Regions from separate parts of the Mus musculus genome. Here region 2 is linked to region 1. Evidence: chromatin contacts called from public HiChIP or PLAC-seq data. All regions are on one chromosome and are shown on one strand. Each heading gives the region's core, a stretch centred on a gene start, on an enhancer-like site or on the middle of the called end of the contact. The rest is flanking DNA. Distances are from core to core; before and after follow the strand shown.

Region 1 (2,700 bases), core at 172-2,671:
AGCAGCATACTGTAGGAAACCTTACAGATATTATACATGAAACACTAATATTCTTGTACCTACAGCCTAAAAAAACCAAACCCACCCTCATTTTCCAAGATTCTGATGTCTAAATCCTCTTATTAAAAAATAAGCTCCCGACTTGCTATTCTTACCCAATAACGAAGATCGGTTTGTTATGGGTCTCCCCAAATGACTAGCCTGGTTTCCAATTATTCTTGGATAATTTGAAGGTACTCATACCTGTTAAATGCTGAACAGAAAATCCAATCGGTTCACTCCATGACTATCCTGTTCACACCCCAGTTCTTCAATAGCTTTAAGGTGTCAGAAGTTAAATCCCTTGCTGATAAGCAAAACTTTTTAATTACGTTTTAATTACAAAAAAGGGAAGGAGATGCTGGCATGGGCGTAGTGTGGACTTTCACATACTCACAATAGAGCCTCTTTCCGGAACAGGCTACCTAAAGCAGCATTGTGGTAACAGAAGTACTAGCCAGCACACTGCTTACTGCTTTTAAGCAAAGTGTTCACTACATAAAGCTGTTTCCCCCTTTCCTTAAACACTATTAAAGCCTTGGATGCACTCAGAAAGAAAAAATAGAGAGGGGGAAAAAACCTACAATATTTAAGTCATGCTTCAATATGCCATATTTTAACACAAAGTTCTAAGTCTGCCCCAGCATGGTGTGAACACAATGGGAAGAAAAGGCAACATCAACAGCGCATTCCCACTAACATCACACAATAAGGATCACTCATGCTTATTATATAAATAACTAGCAACACAACTTACCTTATGACAAGGTAGGGGCAGGTAGGGGGAGCATACAGTGTGGGTAAACCAGGTGAGTGACTCACCACGGAACACATCGGGGCTGAGTCTCAAGCACAATCCCAAGGTTTTAAGAGAGGGATTTGGGACCTTCTTCTCAAACAGTTGTCATTCATACCTCCGGTTCCTCCCTGAAATATTCAAATACTGATTGGCATGCTGTCTCCATGCTATAAGGACAATTCCAGAAACCCCAGTGTCTGCTAAATGATTCCGCTCTGTTCCCCAGGGAGGATGGATAGCCCCGTGCCACCTCCTCAGAATGGCATAGTCACCCCAAGACGAATGAGCAGGGCACTCTGCCAGACAGAAAGTTCTCTTTAGCACAGACTTCTGTGCGCTGAGCAGACACAAACACAGCCAAGTAGCCTAAAAGCCTTGATGCATCAAGGAATCAGGCACACAGCCTTTCTGAAAGAGCTACGTGGAGTGGCTGCCGGCTTTACTACCTGAGATTCAATCGGAGAGGTTCTTAATGTTCCACAGGGATCACAAATCCAGGAAAAGAATTTCTTATGGAGGAAACACAACACAACACGTGCATGTGCACTCGCGCACGCGCGCGCGCGCGCGCGCACACACACACACACACTTGCACGCACTCATGCACGAGCACGACATGCGTACGCACACACACCCCATCCCGGCTGGCTTGTTAAATCCTTCTCCCAGCACCAAATCTGCCCTCTCCTCAAATAGACCCAGGCCTGTATATTTTAAAATTTAAGAAGTGTATAAATTAACAAGTCACTGCTTGCCATTTTCCCTCAAAAGGCATTTAGGACAAAGCATTAGGAAAAAAGTAAAAATATAAAAAAATACAAAGATGAAAAGCCGACGAAAGAGACATTGTAACTTAGAAGACCGATCTCTGCCAGACTGTGTGAACCAAGGGAGCACACACAGTACACCACTTTTGTTCTGTCTTGAGAGAGATCCACGGACAGGGCACCAGCAACACACAATGGGTATTTAAGCCAGTCAGTCTTAGCAAATTAGGTAAATTAGAGATCATTCGATGGCATTCTATTGTTGCTATTGTAATCACAGTCATTTTCCCCGGTGACGGTGCTTCCTGATGAAGTGCAGTCCTCAGAGTGTAATTGTGAAAGATACTGAACGATTCGGGGGGATGCGACATCTGCTTTTAAAAGCTCTTCAGATTCAAATTGGCATTTTACTTTATCTTGAAAATTTATTAGAGATTCAGCTCATGCCCGGTTTAAATGGGAAGGTGAAGGCAGGGTAGTTTCCATCTATGAATTATTCAATCTCTGCCTGGCAAGATTGCCATCCATGAACGGATGCTCTGACAGTCCCTTCGCACAGCCTCCATTACGCTTGTCATTTTTATTTCTTTATCTACGATCTCTTTCTCAGTTACCCGGCTACTCCCTTAGGGCTTGGCTTCACAAACCCAGTATTTCAAATTGGCAATAACCACAGTGTGCTGCTTTCTCCAATCGGCGTCTCCACAGGCTGTCATTTTTCTTTTTCTTTTTCTTTTTCTCCCGCAAATCATTAAAAGCCACATCCACAATGATCTCTCTTAGGCTCTTTGGTTTGATGAATTTTACACACACACACACACACACACAGAGAGAGAGAGAGAGAGAGAGAGAGAGAGAGAGAATCGCTGCAAAAAAGAATTATGTTCTTCTAGCATCACAAGAGAAGTCAAGCGTTCTTTTTTGTTGTCAGAGTGACCCATCCTGGGAATTAGCATAGCATCACACAGGAGGGAGCCAAGGCTATTGCAGGCTTGCTGGCATCCTGATTTGCAGCCCAACTTGATGAAGGCTCCAAGACTAATCCAGACCATTGTGTGCTTAGCAAGCACAATTAGTTAGGAAAATAAGAAGTCA
Region 2 (2,700 bases), core at 79-2,578, 590 kb before region 1:
CTGTTCTGTTTGGTAACATTCATAATGGCCATCTCATAGGCACCCTATCAGATATGTACTGTAATTTACATGCTTTGCAAATGAGAAGCTGAATCAAAAACAGGTTCAATAACCTCAAATACACACAGCCAAGCAGTGGTAGACCAGAGCCCAGGATCTTAATTATCCTTTCTCCCAGTGACTGCAGAGTTAGTAGATCATGGCACAAGGGTTCTTTTGACCCCCGACATCCACCAGGGCCAGCATCCTAGTTGCTTCTGTGGATGTCTTTAAGGCATTCCTTTGTATAGTGTTGTGATTTTTCAACACTGTCTTCACTTCATTTATTTTTCTATATTCTTTGAATCTGAAGCTATGTTCATGGCCAGGCCTTTGTTGGTGTCTGGGAGGCCATGGTGAGGAATCCATGTGGTAGGAGGATTGTAGGGGTGGAGGTTGCTAAAGGGAGGCAGGGAAAGCAAAGAAGCCCAGTTTCTGTAAGTGATGAGGAATAGTATTGGCAGGTCCAGATTCTGTGTTGAAGGGGTCTGGGGTTGGCGGACTTGGATGAAAGGTCATGCTTTAGTGTTATGTATAATTGTATCTAGACTGGATTGAAGGGTGCTGGGCTTGGAGTAGAGGTTAATTACTGAGGCTAGAGGGAGTTTCCAGGTACATAACTAAAGCCCCTATAAACTAGCTTTGGGTGTCCCCAAGTAGTTAAAGATTTGGAATGACATACTAGGAAACAAAATTATATAGAGGAAAGGTATTTTCATTTTAATTTTGTTCTAGAGTGAGCTGCTTTGTTTCTTGATGAAACAGAACAAGGAAGTAGAAAGCAAGATTTGAATTATTGGAGAGCAACCTCTTAGTTGATGGGAGAATGATTTCAGAGGTGATGGAACACTCTGATAAGCTTAGCCAAGCTAGGGTCCAGGAACATGACCTATCTTGGTATGACAGGGAAAAGAGCTGAAGTGGCGGCAGAGATGGGGGTGGGGTGGGTGGTGGTTCGTGTAAAATATACCCTGAGAAATTGGGATGACAGTCTAAGACTTTGAAAATCAATGCTCCCTAGCTCTCTCAGTAAGTGGGAGATTCATGGAGAACCTTTCTGACCTCTTAATACTCTCTCTCTCTCTCTCTCTCTCTCTCTCTCTCTCTCTCTCTCTCTCTCTCTCTCGTGTGTGTGTGTGAGAGAGAGAGAGAGAGAGCGACACACACATTTGATTTAATAAAATTAAGTTCAAAAATTTCAGGAAAACTTTGAACCTGACCTAGTGTTTGACTTCCACATCTCAGTTTCACTGTTCCTAGGCAGTGGGGAGGGGTTAGGATCACCGAGTCCAGGAGAGGGCAGCAGCGCCGCATCAGCCTTTGAGTGTTGGCCACTCTTTCTCTGTGTACTTGGCTATTCAAAATTAAGCAAGTGATTTGGTATTTTGGTCGCCATTGCCTTAAGTGATGAAAAAGGGGAGGGGTCTCTAGAGATATTTAATAATCTTACAATTTATTAAACTCTTAGTCTCCCCGGAATGGCAGGGCTAGAGAACACAAAGGCAGCAACATGCCTTGTGAGAAAGGGTTCTGTTGCAAACGTTTAGGCCTAATTTTGTTCCAACTTTGCTTGTAATAAGACATTCAGAAAAGGCTCACCAGCTAAATAGCTTATAAAATACAAACTGTGGGAATAGAGGCCTAATTGGGCTTGTTGAAAGAATTTTTAACATATAAACATTAATTTTTTTATTGAGCATTGACCAAATTGAAAAAAGGCTAAACTTACTTGTTAAAATAATCTGACATCTTCACTGCAGATCCAAAATTTCTGAAAATGTAAATAAATTAAATGTAGGCTGTGTTCTACCATCTGTAATGAATTAGCATTCCGTTTTACCAGCTGCTGCTGCGGCTTGGGGCCGACTCGGGATCAGAACACACCGGTGGGCTGCTGCTAAATTTAAGAACCTGGGGTTTAAAACTGGCAGAGCTAGACTGGCGATTGGAAAAGTCTCTGCCATTATGAGTAGCAGATCTTTCCACTTGGGACAGGAAATATGTGTCTACTTTTTGTACAGATGTTGTCAGACAAATGAGGAGGCCAAGTCTCTGTTTCTTACTACCAACATGGCAGGCAGATGGCTCTGGGGGCCACTGCTACCTGAGGGTAGAGTTGCCCTGGAAGGGAAAAGCAAACAGAAAGCTGTAGCAGTCGTTTCTTAGACTAAAAAAAAATGTTTTATGTGTGTGCCCATGTACGGCATGTGTGCCTGTTGTCCTCCAAGGTCACAAGAAGTCATTGGATCCCCTGAAACTGCAGTCATGGTTGTGGGAATGGAACCTCAGTCTTCTGCAACTGCACTTAGCACCTAACTGCTGAGTTGTCCAGCCCAGACTTTTGTTTTTGTAATATATACATATTTATTTAACGTGTGTGGTGTACGTGGGTGTGTATGGGGTTTGTGAGTGTGTGGATTCTATGTGATTTGTGGGGTTTGAGGGTTGTGGACATATATGGTGGGTAGGGACAGGGTAGGGTGTGTATGCTTGTGAGGGTGTGAGGTGTTGGGGGCTTTGGGGGAGGATGTGGGGTGTGTGCTGGCACAGGCACACTCATGTGGAGGTCAGAGGGCATCTTGTCTTTCTCCCATGATATGGTCCTAGAAATGGAACTTGGGCTGTAAGGTCAGGCAGTATTCCCCCATATCCATTGAGCTG

The links. HiChIP or PLAC-seq counts read pairs in DNA pulled down with a chosen protein or histone mark.
Region 2: an H3K4me3 HiChIP or PLAC-seq map of forebrain shows a contact between it and region 1, with 8 times the contacts expected there. The contact joins the enhancer-like site here to the promoter of A330102I10Rik in region 1. A contact is called at or near these places in 2 of 15 datasets of contacts at CTCF or cohesin (the NIH/3T3 cell line and large pre-B cells), 2 of 484 Hi-C or Micro-C datasets (cerebral cortex and cortical neurons) and 7 of 115 datasets of contacts at active chromatin or transcription factors (VIP interneurons, embryonic basal ganglia, embryonic forebrain and 4 more).

What each region holds. Positions count from the first base shown.
Region 1 is chr13:29,014,976-29,017,675 of GRCm38.p6, reverse strand. It overlaps A330102I10Rik (RIKEN cDNA A330102I10 gene), which reads right to left and starts at 1,421. Exons shown (of 5, transcript NR_045074.1): 1 at 1,285-1,421; 2 at 797-966.
Region 2 is chr13:29,603,084-29,605,783 of GRCm38.p6, reverse strand. All of the region lies in intron 9 of Cdkal1 (CDK5 regulatory subunit associated protein 1-like 1), which reads left to right. Among named protein-coding and RNA genes, the nearest start is that of Cdkal1, 250 kb to the left of the region's middle. Within about 2 kb of position 1,328, at least 17 of the 459 cell types and tissues checked have an H3K27ac peak or open chromatin away from gene starts, as enhancers often do. A contact at or near this core is called in forebrain and neural progenitor cells, where this site is marked.